Regions from separate parts of the Mus musculus genome. Here all the other regions are linked to region 1. A link is a contact called in public HiChIP or PLAC-seq and promoter capture Hi-C data. All regions are on one chromosome and are shown on one strand. Each heading gives the region's core, a stretch centred on a gene start, on an enhancer-like site or on the middle of the called end of the contact. The rest is flanking DNA. Distances are from core to core; before and after follow the strand shown.

Region 1 (2,987 bases), core at 126-2,625:
TAAGTAACACTGTCTATATGAGCCAGGTCTCCATTTACACCTAGGTCTTAAAGCACCAGAGACAGCATGGGGCCACCTCCACTCTGACTTTACTCAATAGCTCGAGTCCCCAGCCCTGGGCAGCCCCAGCAGGCCTGGCTTCTGCTCTGCACAGGGTCTTCAAACCCTTGCTCTAAGCCATATTCATCCCCCAGGGCTGTCTCTAGTGATACAGGGCTGGTAAACAGACCCATTGACTCCTCTGTCTGGAAACAGGAATGTCCAAGGATGGGGTGAGGTGACATTTACCTCAGATACAGGGTGCTTCAGGCCTGGCAAGGTTTGTCACAGCACATCTGACCACTCTCTCCAGGATCCTAAATGAGTGCATGTGAATGCACACAGTGCATATGTGTGAGAAGAGGAACACACACACACACACACACACACACACACACACACACACACACACACGCTAACAGCCATACAAGTGCCAGCAATTAGCCTCCACTATTCCATGACAGAAGTTCCTAGGTAGGGTTTGCCTATACTTCCTTGCTCCAGAGGAGCCCTGGGAGGTAGCCTACCTTCTTGCATGAGACCGCTTATCTAGCCAGGAGGCCACTAATGCAGTGTCTTGGTCCTCCCTCAGAACTCCCTCCCTGGACCAGCATCCTCCCATAAGCAGGTGACTATCAAAAACCCCTGACCTGGAGGCTGGCGAGATGGCTCGGCAGGTTAAAGGTACTTACCAGGAAGTCTGGTTACCAAGTTTGATCCCTGAGACCCACATAGTGGAAAGAAAGAATAGAGTCCCGTCCCCCCCCACCCGCCACCCCAAGTGTACTTTGATCCCTCTCTCTCTCTCTCACACACACACTAAAAATAAAGCTCAGGGCCAGACAGTGGTGGTGCACGCCTTTAATCCCAGCACTTGGGAGGCAGAGGCACGCATACTTCTGAGCTCGAGGCCAGCCTGGTCTACAAACTGAGTTCCAGGACAGCCAGGGCTATTCAGAGAAATCCTGTCTCGAAAAGCCAATAAAATAAAATAAAACAAAATAAAATAAAACAAAACAAAGCTCGATCTTGCTCATTGTGCACAGTGGGATGAGGCTCATCTTTGCAGAATTCCCCTTCCCAGCCCTTTCCCCTGACCTTGAGCTCCAGAAAGCAGGCGCTACTCAGATTTGAAACTAGAAGTCTTCCTTACAGGGCCGAGTCCTGTTACTTTGGTTTGCCTTACTTTGGTTAGCGACAACAGGTACACTGGCACAGAGGGGGCGGGGCGCACCCCAGCCCCGCCCCCTCCGCGCTCCCCGGGTCCCCGCCCGCCGCGGTGTCGCCCGGCCTTGGCAGCTGCGGGCGCGGCGCGAGGCGATCCGGACGCGGCAGCGGGGACTAGGAGCGAGAGGAGGGCGAGCCGCGCAGCCCCGGCCCACGGAGACATGAGCGCGCGGCCGCCCACCGCACCCCAGGCGCAGTGGCCCAGCCCCGCCGCCCCGTGATGGGATCCTGTGTGTCGCGAGGTGAGGACAGGGCGGCCCGGGACGCAGCGAGAAGCGGGGGGCGGGGGGGGGGGCACCAGCGCTCCGCTCAGGGAAGCCAGGGTGGGTGTCCGCCCTTCATGGATCAGCCGCGCCCCAGAGGACACGGTGCGCCCCACGGGGACAGAGCTCGGGAGGGGGGCGAGCAGCGCGCAGAGGGGACGGAGGTCTCCGCACCCCACGCCCCACTCGGCACCCGGCAGGTGGCATGAAGCAAGGTCCGGTGCCATGCTTTCTTCCCCGCAGCTACACGCCTCCTGCAGTGTGCCTGAGAGGGGAGGGAGCCTTCCTATTTTTTCTGGTCCTCTTATGGGCCACTGAGCTCCAGGAAGACCTCGCTCCCGCTCAAGATGCCGGCAGGCCTTTTTAAGCCAGGATCCCATTTCTCCTCTCAGGGTGCCTGTGTCTTTAGCCCCAGAACCCTACCCCCACCCCACGCAGGAAGGGGTCAGTAGGGATGAACAGGTTATCAAGGCTCCCTCTTCCCCACCCTCATCCCTAACTCCATCCCCACCCCCACCCCTGCTCAGGGGACAGGAGAGGACAGAGGACAGCTGATGCTCCCAGTAACCCCTGGGCCTTTGTCTCTCACCTGGCACCTTGGCCATTCCAAGGTGATTCCAGAGAACTGGAGTGACTGTCCCTCATCTGTGGGGTTTGGGGAGAGCACTGTCTGTAAATGGGTGTGTGTGTGTGTGCATAGGATCTTTCATAGATGCTGTGGGGAGGGAATATTTGTATTTGGAGTAATATTTTAGGAGAGGTTGCGGAGTATGGGGACATGCCTGCACTCAGAAAGTGGAAGATCAAGAGCTCAAGGCCAGCATCCACAGCATAGAGAATTTGAGGCCAACCTGGGCTACATGAGAGCCTGTGTCAAAAAAAAAGCAAACACCTCAAAAGAGGTTGGGTCATGCCGGGAGTGGTGGTGCACGCCTTTAATCCCAGCACTTGGGAGGCAGTGGCAGGTGGATTTCTAAGTTCGAGGTCAGCCTGGTCTACAAAGTGAGTTCCAAGACAGCCAGGGCTATACAGAGAAACCCTGTCTCAAAAAACCAAAAAAAAAAAAAAAAAAAAAAAAGAGGTTGGGCCATTGTCCCACTTGGGAGTCTTACCCACTGTGGGAGCAGGGGGCGGGGCCAGGAGTGAGAGTGTACAGAGGTCAAGTCTACTCACCTCAGCCCCAAGGTCTTGCAAGACTGACATTGTATTGGTCACTGGTAATTTACCCAGACAGAGAAAGGTAAAATGGCCTTAGAGTGGGCTGGCAGGCCCCCTGGGGACACCCCAGGAGGGGGTGTTGGAATGTTGGAAGCAGCCCTCTCCCATTCTCTGGACTTTGAGGGCTTCCTCAGGTTCCCGGGGGAGTGTTGAGGGAAGTGACTCAGGGGGTCCCCGGAAGGTGACAGCAGGAGGGACAGGAGGAGCATGGTCAGGCTGTATGAAGTTGGTTCAAGTTGA
Region 2 (2,987 bases), core at 234-2,733, 260 kb after region 1:
GACACCCTGCAAGGAGGAGATGGTATGGGTCACTAGAGAGCCACTGCGCCTGCACAACCTGGAGCCCCGGGTCCCGGGGAAGGTATCTTACCTGATGCTGGTGCTGATGCCCCACGGCCATAGTAGCCACTGTCTGAGCCTGCAGCTGTGTCTTGACCTGCAAGTTCAGAGCAGATGGGAGCTCTAGGATAGAGCCTGGAAACTGAGAGGAGTGTGTGTGAGCCCCTCCCCTTGCATAGTATCCCTGACCCCCACATCTGAAGCTCGGAGGCAGTCTTGGTTGGCCAGAGCTCAGTTTTATTATTTTAAAATTTGAGACATTGTGTTTCATCACGTACCTCAGGCTGGCGCCAAATAGGTCTTGTCACCATGACCTTAATTCTGATTTTCCTGTCTCCACCTCTCAAATACTGGGCTTATGGGTAGGCAGGCGGTGCCACGATGCCTGGTTTATGTTGTGTTTGGGAACATACCCAGGGCTTAGTACATGTCAGGCAAACACAATACCAACTGAGCCACATCCTGAGGCCTGGCATACATCTTGGTGGCTCAGGTTTCTTAAGGAGATCTTTGGGACTGTGTTGCCACTCTCAAGGACAGAGTAAAGCATTCAGTGGCTAGACCAGGACACAACAACCCTCTGCTCTGTGGCAGGTTTTATTCTTACTGTATGCCAGGCTCCCTAGGTGCCACCACAGGCAAGCGAGGACTAGAATCTACCTACTCCATAACCTGCTCCCTCTCCCAGCAAAGACCAGTGGACATGGCTCCCAAAGAAGCAAGGGTCAGAGTGAGGGCAGATTTCAGGTCTGAGCCAGATATTCCCAGCGAACAGTCCCCTCCCAAACTGACACGCCCAACCCAGGGCCACAAAGTCCACTGGTCACGTTGGCCACGGAGCTATAAAGGAAGGAGAAGACACTTACCAGGTAAGCAGGACTCCCCACGAAGGCCCCCAATGCCCCAGCCGCAGCGCCTGCGACCACAGTGCCGCCTGGTTGTTGGGTGAGGCCAGCCTGGCATGCCAGGCTATAGCAGTAGAAACGGACACCATTCATGAGGCCCTGGTAGAGAAGGCCAGCAGCCAGCCCCTTCTGCAGGCCCCATAGCCCATCTGCCCGGGCCACGGCTGCAACAGAAGACACAAAGCCCCGGTAGGGCCGTGGGTAGGTGCCTGGGGCCTGCAGTTCCCCCTGCAGTTGTAGACGGGTCTTTACCACTTCCAGGGGGTTGGTGAATACACAGGCCAGGCAGCAGGCTGAGGCACCCAGCACCAGGTCCACAGCCGGGGACACCATCTCCCTCGAATCCATGGCAGGAGCCATCTGTGCCTGAGTTGGCTTCATGGCACAGGCTATAGATGGTAGTCTCTAGGCAGTCTGTACCTCTGCATGGTCACAGGGCTGGGGATCAAAGGGGGCCAGCACCATGTCTAGAGGGCAGAGATCCTGCCACTGGCTGGTGGCCCCTGGTTGTCTTGGAACTCCACCTGCTGTTCATCAGCAGGGCTATGGGAATCTGGACACACCTCCTCTGGCTCAGACCAATCCCAGCTGCTGCTGGCCAGGGCGGGCCTGGGCCATGGGATCTGGAGGAAAGGTCACTTGTGACTGGAAGGACAGTGGGCAGGAAGAAAGAGCCAAGCTAGAGTAGGGGAGGGCACCCCTCCTTGTCCTCTAGACTTCCTGTTCCATCTCCTGTCCCTGTAGGGCTCCAGCTAAAAGCCCTAGGCTTGTGGTGTCTTGGCTGTAAGCGTGGCCAACCAGCAACTGTGCCGTTTTAACCTCTGCCAGATTATAGCCCTATTCTCTCTCATCTCTCTCAAAGGTTTATTCACTTAATATCTTTTTTCTTTGAAGCGAGGTCTCTCTATATAACCCTGGCTGGCCTGAAACTAGCTATGTAGATCAGGTGGCCATAGACGCACAGAGATCCGCCCGCCTCTGCCTCCCCAGTGCTGGGATTAGAGTTGTGCGCCACCACACCCGGCTTTACAGTTCAACAGGAGTGAATGCAAGGGAGGGCCTCAGAGCCCTGCAGAGCCATGGGTGAGATCGTTCAGTTTCCTGTGATGGTGTCTCTCTCTCAAGGACTCACTGTGCTGCCCGGGCCACCTCCAAACTGGTGACTGGCTCCACTTGCCTCTGCCCCCCCCCCCCCCCAGTGCTGGCAACACAAACCTGGCCTGCTTTGTCTCTTACGTTCTTATGTTTTGCCTACATGTGTGTGTGAGCCTGGTGTCCATGGAGGTCAGAGAGGACGCTGTATACTCTGGAACTGGAGTTACACACGGGTCTGGGGGCTGAGCTACCATGTAGGTGGGTGCTGGGAATTGAACCCTGGACCTCTGGAAGAACAGCTAGTTCAGTGCTCTAACCACTGAATAATTTCTCCAATCCCGTTAATTTTATTTTATTTTAAGACAGGGTTGCTCTGTGTAGCTTTGGTGTCCTGGAACTATGGAGATCAGACTGGCCTGGAACTCACAGAAATCTGCTTGCCTCTGCTTCCCAAGTGCTGGAGTTAAAGGCATGCACCAGAAACACCATTGATGTGAATTCCTTTTTTAAAAGACAGAGTCTCTCTAGATAGCTTAGGTTATCCTGTGTGTGTGCATGTGTATGTGAGAGAGGATACACACATGACAGACACTGAGGGCAACTTTAGGGGCCATTATTTTAAAAAGGGTCACTTGAACACAAATCCTGCCCCACCCCCAGTCGATGTGAAAGCCAGGTGCCTAATGGTGTACGCAGCAGAGACACTCGACAACCGGATGAGCCACATCTGTGCAGGCCGCACACAGTATGCAAACCAGTGTGCGTATTTAAAAACCGTACAAGTGCTTAGCTCTAGAATTTTCCGTTTCCTGGTTTCACCACTCGTGAGGGAAGGTAACCTCTGTGGAGATGGTGCTGCACAGGAGGGGAGGGGAGAGTCCAGAAAGGCCCCGGGAGAGTGACGTGTCAAAAGCCTGCTGCACCCAG
Region 3 (2,987 bases), core at 333-2,832, 250 kb before region 1:
CTATTGGGCAGCGGCGGGGCTGGGATGAAACTACTTGGCAATGCTCAAAAGAGAAGCATTGTCCAAGGCTGGTAGATATGCACATCAATGCCAGGTGGCCACAAGCAGAGGTGACATTCCCCAACTCAAAGAGGACCAACAGCACAGGGAGGGAGCAAACAGAAGCCACAGATGAGACTGGGAGCAAGGCAAGGAGAACACCTACACCAGCCACCGGTGCCGCCCCAGCTCTTGTTCACAACCACCGAGACCATTGCCAGGGCCTCAACTGTCAGGAGGGTGGAAGCTACATGCTCTGTGTCAGATGCAAGGGTCCTAGGTGGGTGGTGGCGGCATGGAAAGGGGCCTGGAACCATGGGAAGTAGCTCCTGGGAATCAGAGAGAGCCAGCAGTCTGATCCCAGCAGCAGGGAGTCTGGAAAGTCAGTGTGGACTCCCAGAATGCCCTGGGGGGTAAATCAGTTCTTTCTGTTGCTTGTCCCTGGGTTACTAAGCTCAAAGTCACTCACTCTGGACCCCACTAACCACGCTACACAATGGCGAGAAAACAATCCTTAAAGGTTTCCCGAGGATTTCTAGAATCTTTCCTTCTGAGATCTCCTCACAATACTCTAAGCTGTCAAGCCATCAAGGACACAGAGGAATTATCTGTCCAAACTCTCTGTGTTACAAAAGACACCAATACCCAGAGGGAGAAACAACTACTCCACACTTCGGAGCCACTGGGCACAGCCTCACATAAACCCAAATCCTGTCACCTCCCTCCATCAGACGAGCTCACACAGGGTCCACTGAGGCTGGAGACAGCTGCAATACATTTCACCCCAAAGCCTCAATCCAGCATCCTCATCGCCTACTGGGAGGGAAAAGCTGACGCCCAGGAGCCTAACCACCTAACACTAGCAGCCAGCCGGAGAATACTGCCTGCCCAGATCTCCAGCGGCAGAGAGCGGGAGCCCTCACGCCACACAGCAGCCTTACCTCTCTTTTTGTGTGATCTTCAGTTTTTTTTCCAACCGTCTGTCTATTTCCTAGAGGAAAAAAATGTATATAAAAGTGGAAAAAAAATCTCTCTCAAAACCTTAAGTCTTTATTTTTTTCCAAGCTAAGGACAGTGTCTTCTCTCTAGGCAGGGACTTGGCTGTGTCCTTCACCTGGACCTGAGGTTTGGGGACCTGGCTTCCTCTGAAGGTCCATCTCCCCTTAGCCCCATGAGCATAGCACAGCAATAGTTCTGGACCCCATCATTAGGTGGGGGTTTTTGGTGTTTTTTGTTTGTTTGTTTTGCACAGTCTCCAGCCAGTCTCCTGTTGTCTCCTTCAGACTCACTCCAACTTTCCCAACACATAGCTAACCAAGCCATCTTCCCACTCAAGCGCTCTCAGGACATCTGAGCTCTGCGTCCCTCATCCCTTGAATCTACCTTTCCTGTTTTGCACTGGAACAGGACTGAGCTGTCGGTGCCCAGGCCCCACCTGTCTGCAGCATCCTCAGTCCTTCTCACGCAAGCAAGCAGGCCCGCCCACCCAGGGGCTGCCGCCTCCGCTCGGATCCCACCAGTGCGATGAGCGCCTGCCCCCTGGTGGTTAACTCCCGTTTACATCCCCTCACAGTCACTGTCAACCAGTTCCTAGTCTAGTTTGTAGACACATGAGCTTTCTGTGGCTGGCTGGTACTTAGGGAAAGAATAAAGAGATGCCTGCTGTTTGTCTCCAAAGTTAATCTGAAGGTGAATCAGAGGAAAGAGTTCTAGTCACTATGTAGAAAAAGGTAAGAAAAGAGCCCAATTAAGAGCAGGTGAAACTGTCATCAATACATTTAGGAGCTCAGCTCCCAGAACCTCAGCCTGCGGCAGCCTCTACAACTAGCCAGAGGAACTCTAGACACCGGCAAGCACAGTGGGCAGAGCTAAGTAAGTCTCAATCTCCAGGCTGTATCTGTCCCTCTCTCTGACGACCAGAGCAGCTAGCTCCTGGAGGTGAGGGACTGTGTACCCAGCAAGTGTTTCTCTCAAGAGAGGCTCCTAGCCCCTGGCTACCTTGCTGGCAGGGGAGCTGGCAAGGTAAGACATTTTTGTCTGTGAAGACAGTGGAGCATGACAGTGGGGGCTGCTCCTGGCTGGAGACTGGGTACTGCTGTGCTCTGAGTGTGGAGGCAGTTCAAGCTGGCCAGTCCCATCCACCCATCCGTCCGTCCATCCATCCATCCATCCGTCCGTCCGTCCGTCCATCCATCTATCCATCCATCCATCCATCCAAGCCTCCCTGACTCACCTAGATTGCCTAGGGAGAGAATCAGGGTTTAGCAAAGACAGCTGAGCATCATCAAGTGAGCCTGGTGTTCAATCCACTGGTTGAGAGTAAGACAATCAGGCCAGCTTTCTTTAATGCTGTTTTCTAGAAGGTTCTTTTTCCAAAATTATACTGTCTGAAGCTACATTTAAGTCCAAATATTGCCACTCATTTCAGGCAACACAGCATACTGTGCTCCAGGCACCTGGAAAGGCAGGAGAACCTTCCACCCCAGCTGGAACACAGCTGTGTCTATGAAACAGTCAAGGCATAGAAAACAGCAGCAACAGTAACCAAGTCACCGGAATGCATCTGACAGACACAGACTCTACACCACACATAGGTCCTGACAGAACTGTGTGATAGTGTCATTTCAAGAGCAAATCTAACGTCTTATACCAGTTTACTGCCTATTCCTCTTGGTTTCTCACAAGCAGCCTCTTTACTTGTGAGTGTCAGCTGTGTCTGGGTGTGAGTGCAGGCATGTCCCGGTGCCCATCGCCTGGTCCAGAGGGTGTCAGATGAAGCTGGAGTTAGATGTTTGCAAGCTGCCTAATGTGGATGCTGGGATTTAAACTCTGGTTTTCATGATTGAGGGGAAAGTCTTCTTAAGTGCAGAGCCATCTCTCCAGTTCCAACCTCTTTCTTTACTAAGTCCCCCTGTTGATTCCAGTTTCTCCATCTTCCCCCCCCCCCC
Region 4 (2,987 bases), core at 274-2,773, 230 kb after region 1:
ACCCCGACTCTGACCCCCCATTCCGTTCTCCCTGCTTTCTCGGAAACATCCAGCGTGAAGGCCAGATGTTCGCAGCTGGGCAGCCATACCCGCCCTTTACGTTGTCATGCAGAGGTGGGGACCTCAGGGATGGAGCAGCGCTGGGGATTTTCAAAGCCCTGTCAGGTCCCTTAAGGAGAGCCTGCTGGCGCTTCCCTTTGGTCCCACTAACCCTGAGTTCACCCAGGCGGGGGTGGGGTGGGGGTTGGGGGGAGCATTCTATGAAAACTTCCCAGCAGACCCTCCACCCCCATCCTTCCTCCCCCGGAGGGCAAATCAGACACCCAGATCCAGTTGGGTAAGCGGAGAAAGTGGGAACAAAGGGAAAGAAAGTCATTTCCTGTCAAGAGGAAGGAAGGAGGCTGAGAGCCGGCCAGCCAGCCAGCCAGGGCCGGCCTTAGGCTGCAGCCCCTGGGAGGGGATGTGCTGGCGGCCTCGATAACTCTTTGCCCGCACTCTAAAGCCACCTCCGAGTCATTTCTAAGCATTGCTCTTTCACACAGACCAATAAGCAATCTAAGTTGAGGACTAGAATTAAACTTTGCTGAAAGTGGAAGAGTGAATGTCCCCCCACTCACTCCCACAAGACACCTTGCGATCTCAGAAGGCTAAGGGCCTCTCTCATCCTCTTTCCTAGACCAGAGAAAGGAAGAGGCGCAGAAGTCAGATCTCCTCAGGCTACCGGTCTTTTGTACTGGGCGACCTTGACGCGGTCACTCAACCTCTCTGGGCTCGCTTTCTATTCATAAAGAGAATAGAAGTCTGCCCTGGAGGGTGGCTGGGGAGGCCAGCTGGTCGTTCAGCCCCAGGGGGGAAGAAGGAGCCCTGCGGCTGGAGGACAGTGATCTCCATTGTTAAAAGCTGGAATCTGGGCGCTGCCCAGCCTCTCCCCCTGGGACCTCAGGTCTGGCCTGGAGATGGGGGAGTAGTTGCACTCACTTTGGGGATCGCCCACTTCCACACCCCGCCAAGCCAGGCGAGGAGACCCCAGGACCCTCCTTTCCCTCTCCAGACTGGAGCTGGAAACAGGGTCCGGGAGGGGCAAAAGAACTCGGGAACTCTGCTCCCTGGCACAGCAGCAGAGCGGGACAGTTGGCCGGGTCACCGCAGTGACTATAATTCGATCCATATGCGGGACGCTATCCTCTTTGTGCGGGAGCCTCTGCCCTGCTCAACCCGTCCCAATCAAGAGCCAGGAGATGACCCCTGTGCCGTCCCCGCACAGCCTCCCAGAGTCCCCAATGGCTGAGATCCTGGGACACACAGGGACAAGACACAGTACCCGCCCCGAGCCCCCCAACCGCGCCGAGCTGGGTTCAGTACGGTGGCCGAGAGTTGCCCATGTGGCCACCTGAAGTTGACCCTGCCCGGGGAGCACAGCCAGGACCCCCACGCCGCACCCGCTTACCTGCCGCGCTCCCCACGCCCGGCCTCCGCCGGCGCTGCGCCTCCGCCCCTTGCTCCCGCCCCAGCCTCCCTCCGCCCGCCGCCCCGCGCGCGCCTTACCATAAAAGGTGACGCTCGGGGAGGGGGCGCTGGCTCGCCCTACCTGCCCCCCCACCTGTGGCCGCGCCCCCTCCCTTTGTTCCCACCACTCCTCCCCTTCCCTGTGGCTCCTCCTCCGCTGCCCACCCCCACGGTGCACCGGGGAGGGGCGGGGCGGGCTGGGGAGTGGGATCCTTAGCCAACCTCGCTCTAGGTCACCTGGATGAGAGGCTCCACCTGCCCCAATTGGTGGAGAGGGGTACTTGTAGCCAGACTGACTCTGAAATCCTTCAGGGTCATAAGTTAGGCTAGACGCATGACCTGGACTGTCAACCCCGTTTTCTTAAGCCTCAATCTTTAATTCCTAAAATGGGGTCCGCACAGCCCACCTCTGCAACGTGGCCTAGAGTTAAAGCGATAATGCTAACATATACTGGAGTTGCGGGGCTTATTCAAAGGATGCCTGGGGTAGGGTTTTCAGACACCCCAGCGAAGCAAGTCACCTGGATCTGCTGTCCTGGGCTGTCACTGCCTGTGTGAGCCTATGAATCCTTCTACAAGTGGGTCTCAGGTCCTGTAGTGGAAAGAGGCCCTTACAGGAGACAGGGGAAACAATCAGGTCACCTGTTTGCTTTCCGGCCCTGTTACTGGCCCCTGAAGAAGCAGAGCACAGGGCCCTGCGGCCTGGGTTGGGGCTGCTCTGGACAGCTCAGGTCCCTAGAGACCTGAAGACATTGCAGGGGAAAGGAATCTAGGTCTGATTCCCAGGCAAGCCGATTGTTCTTTCGATTAGAGGCACAATGGGGGACTGGGCAGGGGAGAGCTGGACCCAGAGTCATGGGGGGGGGGTAACTAGGAAGGATTAGGTCCCCTTCTGCAGCCCTCCTCGCCCCCCCCCCCCACATACAACAGCTCCTCGAGGTGGTCCTTGTATTGCTGCAGAAGAGAGGTGTCAGAGTGGGGTGTCTGGGTGCTCAGCTCCATCCTCCGCCTCCCCACTAAGCCCCACCCCCTTAATGGCCTCCCCAGTCTTTGCCATTAGATTTTTCCATTTGATTCTACCCGCCAGTGTGGAGTCACAACGACGACAGTAACTGCTGTTTCTAGAGACTTCCCTTGTGTCCCTTTCAAACCTTTCATCTAACCCTTCCAGACTCTACTCCAGGGCTGATAGGTCCCACCCCACAGACCAGACACTGAAGCCGGCGAGGACCGAGGCTTGTGCAATGGGCACTGGACAAGGCTAGATTCAAGCCAGACCGGAGAGTGCCCCTTAGGCACCCGGATCTGCTAGTCCCAGAGGCTGGATTGCTGCCACCATCCCCAGATGAGAGCCAAGGACAGAACCCAGTATTATGCTGAGGCTACCGGTGCCCAGGGGCCCCTTGGGTGCGTTCCCAACCTGGCAATGGGGCCTCTTGTCTGTGGCAGGTGTGGAGACTCTTACACCTCAGCTGAGAAAG
Region 5 (2,987 bases), core at 217-2,716, 210 kb after region 1:
GGGGGGTGCTGTGTACTAGGAGGCCAAAGCCCAGTGTCTCAAGCCTGTCTGTGCATTTAGACACTATGGGCTGAGCAGTGTGCTGGTGCCCAGTGAGGTTCAAAAAGAAAGTACTCAAGAAAAGTCAGGAGGGGAAACCAAGTCAGGGAAGGGCCAGCTATCGGGACTCTTCAGCAGCAACCAGCAGCACTCCGCTTCAGGTGACAGGGCTTGCAGAAGAGGTGGTCATTCAGTGGGTAGCAGCCTTGGTCGGTAGGTTCCACAGACAGGAGCACGCTGCAGTCCTGGGGATACAGAAGCAAGTGTGGGTGTCTCCAAGCCTGGATCCCGCCAGCACGGAGCTTCCCCAGGGGACCTCAGCTCCCCCCACCTTCTTCATTTAAAGATAGGATCTTTTTGTTTTGTTTTGTTTTGTTTTTCGAGACAGGGTTTCTCTGTGTAGCCCTGGCTGTCCTGGAACTCACTCTGTAGACCAGGCTGGCCTCGAACTCAGAAATCTGCCTGCCTCTGCCTCCCGAGTGCTGGGACTAAAGGCGTGTGCCACCACTGCCCAGCCTTAAAGATAAAAAGCTGGCTTCAAACTAAGTAGCCAAGGATGACTGAACTCCTGATCCTACCACCGCCTCGGTTTTGTTTTGAGAAAGACTCCCTCTACACATCCCAGGGTGCTCTGGAAAACTAAGTCTATCCCGGGCTGGCCTGAACTCCCGATTTTCCCACCTCAGCCTCCCAATATTAGGATGTCAAGTATTTGTCACCATGCCACCTTCAGGTTTTTCCAACTTAAATGGAGACTATAAGCTATCTCCCAAGACTGCTGTGATTTCCTAAGGTGATGCGTATGACAGTCTTATAATTAAAAAGCACTTTCCACCTCTAAGAATACTGTCATCTTTCCAACAACTGTAAGAAAAGACACGGACTGCGGACCAGAGTCAGGTGGTCATGAACAATAAATAGGTGGAGACCCTCTTCCCCCCTGGGAAAACTGGAACCCAGTTCTGTTCTGGGCTGCTATAGTTTGAGATTTACATCTGTGGGGTTGTTTGTTTGTTTTTAAGGGTCAGTTTAAGACAGGGTTTAAATGCAGTCCCAACTGAAATGTAATTTCCTGGAGTCCAAATCCTGACTTGCCAGGCAGCCTCAGCCAAAGTCACTGTGGACAGGAAATAGGGGTTATGTGCTTAGCCAAGCTTTTATGAAGGCTTGGTACTTTCGGACTCTATGGGGCTCTGGAAGAGCTAACAGCACTCAATCTTCCTCATTGGCCTCTCCTGATACATTATCAGCTGCATGGACCTTGAACTCTAACTGACAAAGTCAGAGACCCTAGGAAGTAATCAGTGTCTCTCCCAAGGTCCTCATGGCCCTGCGTTATCTTTTAAAACAAATACAAGAGAATAAATGTTTAGAATTACTCATTGCTGATTAAGGGGCCCTGCCCTGGGACTCTCCACACAAGTGAAAAACTACCACTTGTGTCTTTATCACCAGAGCACAGAAAGCTTGGAGCTACGGGGCTGGCAGTGTCAGGGAGGGAGTTAGGCAATTCTTGAAGCCCCACTGCTGGATCAGTCCCAAGATCAAAATGGCCGGGTGCTGGTGGCACATGCCTTTAGTCCCAGAACTTAGGAGGCAGAGGCAGGCGGATCTCTGAGTTCGAGGCCAGCCTGGTCTACAGAGTGAATTCCAGGACAGCCAGGGCTACACAGAGAAACCCTGTCTCGAAAAAGCCAGAAAAAAAAAGGGGGGGGAAGAAAGAAAGAAAAACTAAGTTGTAGTTACCCAGTTCTGATCACAGGCCCTTGTGTGAGCACTGTCCAATTGTCCAGCATTTCCTCTACCCTTCCTTCCTTTCTTCCTTCCTTCCCTTCCCTTCCTTCCTTCCTTTCTTTCTTTCTTTCTTTCTTTCTTTCTTTCTTTCTTTCTTTCATGTATGTGAGTATGCTGTCGCTGTCTTCAGACACACCAGAAGAGGGCATCGGATCCCTATTACAGATGGTTGTGAGCCAACATGTGGTTGCTGAGATCTGAACTCAGGACCTCTGTTAGAGCAGTCAGTGTTTTTAACTGCTTAGCCATTTCTCCAGCTGCCTTCTGTACCAGTTCTAAGCAGCCTCCCAGCCCAGCGCAGCCCAGCTGGTTCCTTCCCTCAGCCTGAAGTGCTTACCCCTTCCTGGTCCCATCAGCTCTCACCCCTTAAGCCTTCTGCACTCTAGACACACCTAGAATCTTCCATGTTTTGAGTCTTCAACTTGACACAGCTCAGAGTTATCTATAGGAGTCTCAATTGAGGGACTGCTCAGATCAGATCTGCCCGTGGCAGGTCTGTGGGGATGGGGACGGTCTCTTGATTGCTAATTTATGTAGGAGACCCCGGCTCACTGCAGGAAGTGCAATTCTGAGGCAGGGGACCCTGGGCTGTATAAGAAATCTTCCTGAAAGGATGCCAGAGCAAGAGAGTTTGGGCCAGTAGGCAGCATTCTCCCATGGTTTCTGACCCTGGTTCCTGCTTTGATTTCCCTTAATGGCGGATCTTTTCCTCAACCAACCTGCTATTAATTATGGTACGTATCATGGCAACAAACCCATGCCAGGCCAACCAGGAGCCTTCTTGGCGGTGGGGGTAGAACCCCACAGTGGAGTCTACTTTGGGGGCTTCTAAGGATGCAAACCTGAGCCAGCTATGCCCATGTGCTGTGCCGACACTCAGAAAACAAAGTAAAGGCAGGAACAGGAGGTAGAGTGATAGCCCAGGGATATCACTTGCTAACGATGCTGTCACCACCCACCATTCTGGAACATATTCTCTTTCCATAGTAAGCAATGTGAGCACACAATTAACTGTGATATATAGCCATGTGTGGTTGGTTTGTTTTTGTTTTCGTTTTCTCTGAGAGTGGGTTGATTTCTCTGTGTAGCCTTGGCTGTCTTGGGGCTCGCCTCAAAATCAGAGTTCCAACTTCCTCTGCTTCCTGTACTGGGAT
Region 6 (2,987 bases), core at 235-2,734, 170 kb after region 1:
GGCCAACAGAATCAATGGCCCTCCATCAGAGAGAGAGAAAGGAAGGCGCTCACGCTTCCCAGGCCTCACCAAAGAGGTTCTAGACCGGGCGACACAACCCATTTTCCCAGGTTGACTCTAATGTGAGGACGTTCCTTCTCCTAATTATATTCCCTGCACCGACTGGATAGTGGGAATTCAGAGTACGCCCAACTTGGAACCTTCCAGGGTATTGGATATCAGGAGAAGTGAATTTCCACAGGCGATCGCAGATTTGCTACGTTCTTTCTCAATGTGCGGAAAGTATGAATAAATTCTCATTGTAAGTGGGGTTGCATGCTGAGGCCTCTACCAGTTACCCGGACACGCGTTTCTGGGAGCAAATAAGCGCTAAATGCTACCAACGGGTATGAAAAGCAGCATTTACTTCTTTTCCTTCCACAAGCAAAAAGTATTTAGAGAAACCGAAAAGTCATACCTAATCGCTAAAATTTTGCACTTTTTGGCTACTTCACTAACGAATTCGAGGTGAAGGGTCTATTGTAAAAAAAAAAAAAACAACAAACAAACAAAAACAAAAAAAAAAAACGCTCGGTCACCAGCGCGGCGCGGGAATGCATCCGCAGCGCCAAGCTTGGCGTTCGCGCTCCCTTCCCCGCGAGCTCCGGGACACGGGCAGCCCATTTAGCCGCCGCCGAGCGCCAGGCAGCCCGCTCCGCCCAGCCGCGCAGAGAGCTGAAGCATCCGCCGCTGCACGAATCTCCGGAGAGCGGCCACTGCTCCGGGTGCCTGCCACCTCCCGGTGCCGCACGATGCCAAGCGCGGCTGCGGCGTCCGCACAGCCCGGGCTCTGCGGGCGCTCGGGGCCCCGGCCAGTCGCGCTGGACTGCGAGGCGGCGCGCAAAAAGGCGATCCCGCAGCCCCCCAGCGCTCCCGCTCCTTCGGTGGCCGCACAGCAGCCGCCCGCCCAGAGCGCCGGAGCCAGCCGCGCGTCGCCGCTCTGCCGGTGGCCAGCAACGGGCCGGAGAGGCGCCCGAGGTGCCAGCGCGGCTCCGGGCCTCGTGTCACTCACCGTTTGAAATGCTCGATGATCTTCTCTTCCCGCACGTTCTCCGGTAAGTTTCCCACCCAGAGGTGCCTGGTTTCCCGGACCATGCTGGGCGGTGTGCCGGCGACCGCGGTGGCTGGCTCCCCCTCGCCGGCTTCGTACGCGGCCGTCAGCGCAGGGAGGCGGGCGCCGGGGCGGCGGCGGCGGCGGCTGCGGCGGTGGCGTCGGCAGCGGCGGCGGCTCCTCCGGCTCCCCCCGGTGCAGAGACCATCCCTCTCCCCCAGGTTCTGACTCTCGGGCCTCGCAGCTCCGCTCTGCCGCCACCAAACACCCGAAGCCGACCCTCGCGCTCCGGCGGCGCATGCGCGCGGGCGGCGGCGGGCGGGGGAGCGGGAGGAGGGGCGAGCGAGACCCGGGCGGCCGCGACTACGACGGAGCCGGCGCTGTGGCTGCCGGACGCTTCCCACCGGCGCGCGCGGCCCGCCTCCCGCCGCCTGGCCACCGCCCCCTGGCCGCGGGCGCGCGCGCGTCCTCCCGCCCCGACGCGGAGGGCCTCCCAGCCGGCGCGCAGGCGCGCGGAGCTCGGAAGGGGGAGGAATGCGGAGCCGGGAAGCGGCGCCCGCGCAGTCAGCTTAGTGCGCAGGCGCGCCGGAGGCCGGGAGGCCGGCCGCCGGAGGCGTCGGGGTGGGGGAGGATGGGGCCGCTTCTGCCTGCGGTCAGGCGTTGCTCTGGGGAAACACAAGAGAACCCGGTTAGTTTCCACGCCAAGAGGTTTCTAGAGGCCAAAGTCCCTATGCCTGTCTGCCCTACGGCCCGCCCCTGACCATTTCCGGACGCCTAGATTCCCCGCCTGCTTGGGAAAGTGGTCGGGACCAGGCCACCCTTTTCACCGCCCAGACAAGGGACCAGCGCTGCAGAGAAACCCATCCCTCCCAAGAATCATTGGCTTGTAACATTAAGCAACTTTTTATATAGGAGCTTGCGAAACCTTCTGCAAGATGTCTTTGCTCATGATTACAGTACACACAAGAATTAAAGCTGAAAGGATACAGACATTCCATACTGTTTCCCCTCGGAAGGTTTGGAATAGTTGGTTTTTTAAACAGAGAGTATTAGACCTCCGGCCCTTCCAGACTTTTGAAACTGGCAGTTGACCTTTCATGTAAGGCCGGCTTTCAGAAAGATAAAACCGCAAAAGGCCACTGTGGAGTAACAGAAAAAAAAAATCTTAACTCATTAAAACCGTCAGCAACTCATACTTTAATTTTTCATACACAAAAATAAAATGGTGCTTCGGGTACAGCCTACACTTTTTGTTTCGTTGTGCCCTTAGGGTCTACAAAGTGTGCAGTACACACAAATTAGGGTTCTACCTAAGGACCTCGCCCGCGTCCAACAAGGTGTGTTAATATATCACTAGGCTACATTCCCAGTTCTTGGTAGTGTTTTCTTTGTTTGGCTTAATTTGAAAGGGTCTTCCAGAGCCACTGTTTATATTTTTGAGAAAGGGTCTTATATAGCTCAGGCTAGTCTCACACTTCTAGTTTTGTGCCCACCTCTCAGGACTGAGACTGTAGACCTCGGCTACCATATAACTTCACCAACCGAACAGGCAGTATTTTGAATTGGAAAAAAATCATAAATAATAGCAATAATATTTGGGGTCACATAATTGTTTCTTTTGTTCCATAAAAAGTACTAGGGTTTATTTTTTATTATTTGTTCATTTTAGTCTGCCATATAGCCTAAGTTTATATGTATATAATATATCTTGATATATATATGTGTGTGTGTGTGTCTGTATATATGTATATATATATATATATATATCTTGATATATATGTGTGTGTGTGTCTGTATATATGTATATATATATATACATATATATCTTGAGATATGTGTGTGTGTGTGTGTGTGTGTGTGTGTGTGTGTAGTTGAAGCTGGAGTTAGGGATGGTTAT

The links. Promoter capture Hi-C pulls out the DNA fragments that hold promoters and counts their contacts. HiChIP or PLAC-seq counts read pairs in DNA pulled down with a chosen protein or histone mark. Capture Hi-C pulls out chosen DNA fragments and counts their contacts.
Region 2: a promoter capture Hi-C map of liver shows a contact between it and region 1, with 2.6 times the contacts expected there. The contact joins the promoter of Slc25a34 here to the promoter of Fam131c in region 1. A contact is called at or near these places in 9 of 39 promoter capture datasets (the C10 cell line, cranial neural crest, embryonic stem cells and 5 more), 3 of 15 datasets of contacts at CTCF or cohesin (embryonic stem cells and large pre-B cells), 2 of 484 Hi-C or Micro-C datasets (cortical neurons and embryonic fibroblasts), 12 of 115 datasets of contacts at active chromatin or transcription factors (bone marrow-derived macrophages, embryonic basal ganglia, embryonic forebrain and 5 more) and 2 of 9 other capture datasets (adipose tissue and liver).
Region 3: a contact with region 1 is called in an H3K4me3 HiChIP or PLAC-seq map of forebrain, with 3 times the contacts expected there. The contact joins the enhancer-like site here to the promoter of Fam131c in region 1. A contact is called at or near these places in 5 of 39 promoter capture datasets (the 3T3-L1 cell line, the C10 cell line, embryonic stem cells and 2 more), 1 of 15 datasets of contacts at CTCF or cohesin (CD8 T cells), 7 of 484 Hi-C or Micro-C datasets (the P5424 cell line, cerebral cortex, cortical neurons and 2 more), 21 of 115 datasets of contacts at active chromatin or transcription factors (bone marrow-derived macrophages, cardiomyocytes, embryonic forebrain and 11 more) and 1 of 9 other capture datasets (liver).
Region 4: a promoter capture Hi-C map of liver shows a contact between it and region 1. The contact joins the promoter of Fblim1 here to the promoter of Fam131c in region 1. A contact is called at or near these places in 8 of 39 promoter capture datasets (the C10 cell line, the HPC-7 cell line, cranial neural crest and 4 more), 4 of 15 datasets of contacts at CTCF or cohesin (the G1E-ER4 cell line, embryonic stem cells and large pre-B cells), 6 of 484 Hi-C or Micro-C datasets (the G1E-ER4 cell line, the HL-1 cell line, bone marrow-derived macrophages and 1 more), 25 of 115 datasets of contacts at active chromatin or transcription factors (the HPC-7 cell line, bone marrow-derived macrophages, craniofacial prominence and 12 more) and 3 of 9 other capture datasets (adipose tissue, liver and pancreatic islet).
Region 5: an HNF4G HiChIP or PLAC-seq map of pancreatic cancer cells shows a contact between it and region 1. The contact joins the enhancer-like site here to the promoter of Fam131c in region 1. A contact is called at or near these places in 18 of 39 promoter capture datasets (the 3T3-L1 cell line, 3T3-L1-derived adipocytes, the C10 cell line and 12 more), 1 of 484 Hi-C or Micro-C datasets (bone marrow-derived macrophages), 13 of 115 datasets of contacts at active chromatin or transcription factors (acute myeloid leukemia, astrocytes, craniofacial prominence and 9 more) and 3 of 9 other capture datasets (adipose tissue, liver and pancreatic islet).
Region 6: a contact with region 1 is called in an HNF4G HiChIP or PLAC-seq map of pancreatic cancer cells. The contact joins the promoter of Spen here to the promoter of Fam131c in region 1. A contact is called at or near these places in 10 of 39 promoter capture datasets (the 3T3-L1 cell line, cranial neural crest, embryonic stem cells and 3 more), 3 of 115 datasets of contacts at active chromatin or transcription factors (embryonic stem cells, forebrain and pancreatic cancer cells) and 1 of 9 other capture datasets (adipose tissue).

What each region holds. Positions count from the first base shown.
Region 1 is chr4:141,366,817-141,369,803 of GRCm38.p6, forward strand. It overlaps Fam131c (family with sequence similarity 131, member C), which reads left to right and starts at 1,376. Exons shown (of 7, transcript NM_001085513.2): 1 at 1,376-1,508. The coding sequence starts at 1,487.
Region 2 is chr4:141,622,351-141,625,337 of GRCm38.p6, forward strand. It overlaps Slc25a34 (solute carrier family 25, member 34), which reads right to left and starts at 1,484. Exons shown (of 5, transcript NM_001013780.1): 1 at 927-1,484; 2 at 92-157; 3 at 1-6. The coding sequence starts at 1,346.
Region 3 is chr4:141,119,344-141,122,330 of GRCm38.p6, forward strand. It overlaps Szrd1 (SUZ RNA binding domain containing 1), which reads right to left. Exons shown (of 4, transcript NM_001025608.2): 2 at 981-1,030. Among named protein-coding and RNA genes, the nearest start is that of Szrd1, 19 kb to the right of the region's middle. Within about 2 kb of position 1,583, at least 31 of the 459 cell types and tissues checked have an H3K27ac peak or open chromatin away from gene starts, as enhancers often do. A contact at or near this core is called in cerebral cortex, cortical neurons and forebrain, where this site is marked.
Region 4 is chr4:141,598,401-141,601,387 of GRCm38.p6, forward strand. Fblim1 (filamin binding LIM protein 1) reads right to left here and starts at 1,524. Exons shown (of 9, transcript NM_001163256.1): 1 at 1,448-1,524.
Region 5 is chr4:141,577,660-141,580,646 of GRCm38.p6, forward strand. Fblim1 (filamin binding LIM protein 1) reads right to left here. Exons shown (of 9, transcript NM_001163256.1): 9 at 1-284. The coding sequence ends at 171. Among named protein-coding and RNA genes, the nearest start is that of Fblim1, 21 kb to the right of the region's middle. Within about 2 kb of position 1,467, at least 18 of the 459 cell types and tissues checked have an H3K27ac peak or open chromatin away from gene starts, as enhancers often do. A contact at or near this core is called in pancreatic cancer cells, where this site is marked.
Region 6 is chr4:141,537,113-141,540,099 of GRCm38.p6, forward strand. Spen (spen family transcription repressor) reads right to left here and starts at 1,485. Exons shown (of 16, transcript NM_019763.2): 1 at 1,052-1,485. The coding sequence starts at 1,134. Gm4123 (predicted gene 4123) reads left to right here. Exons shown (of 2, transcript NR_166589.1): 2 at 1-305.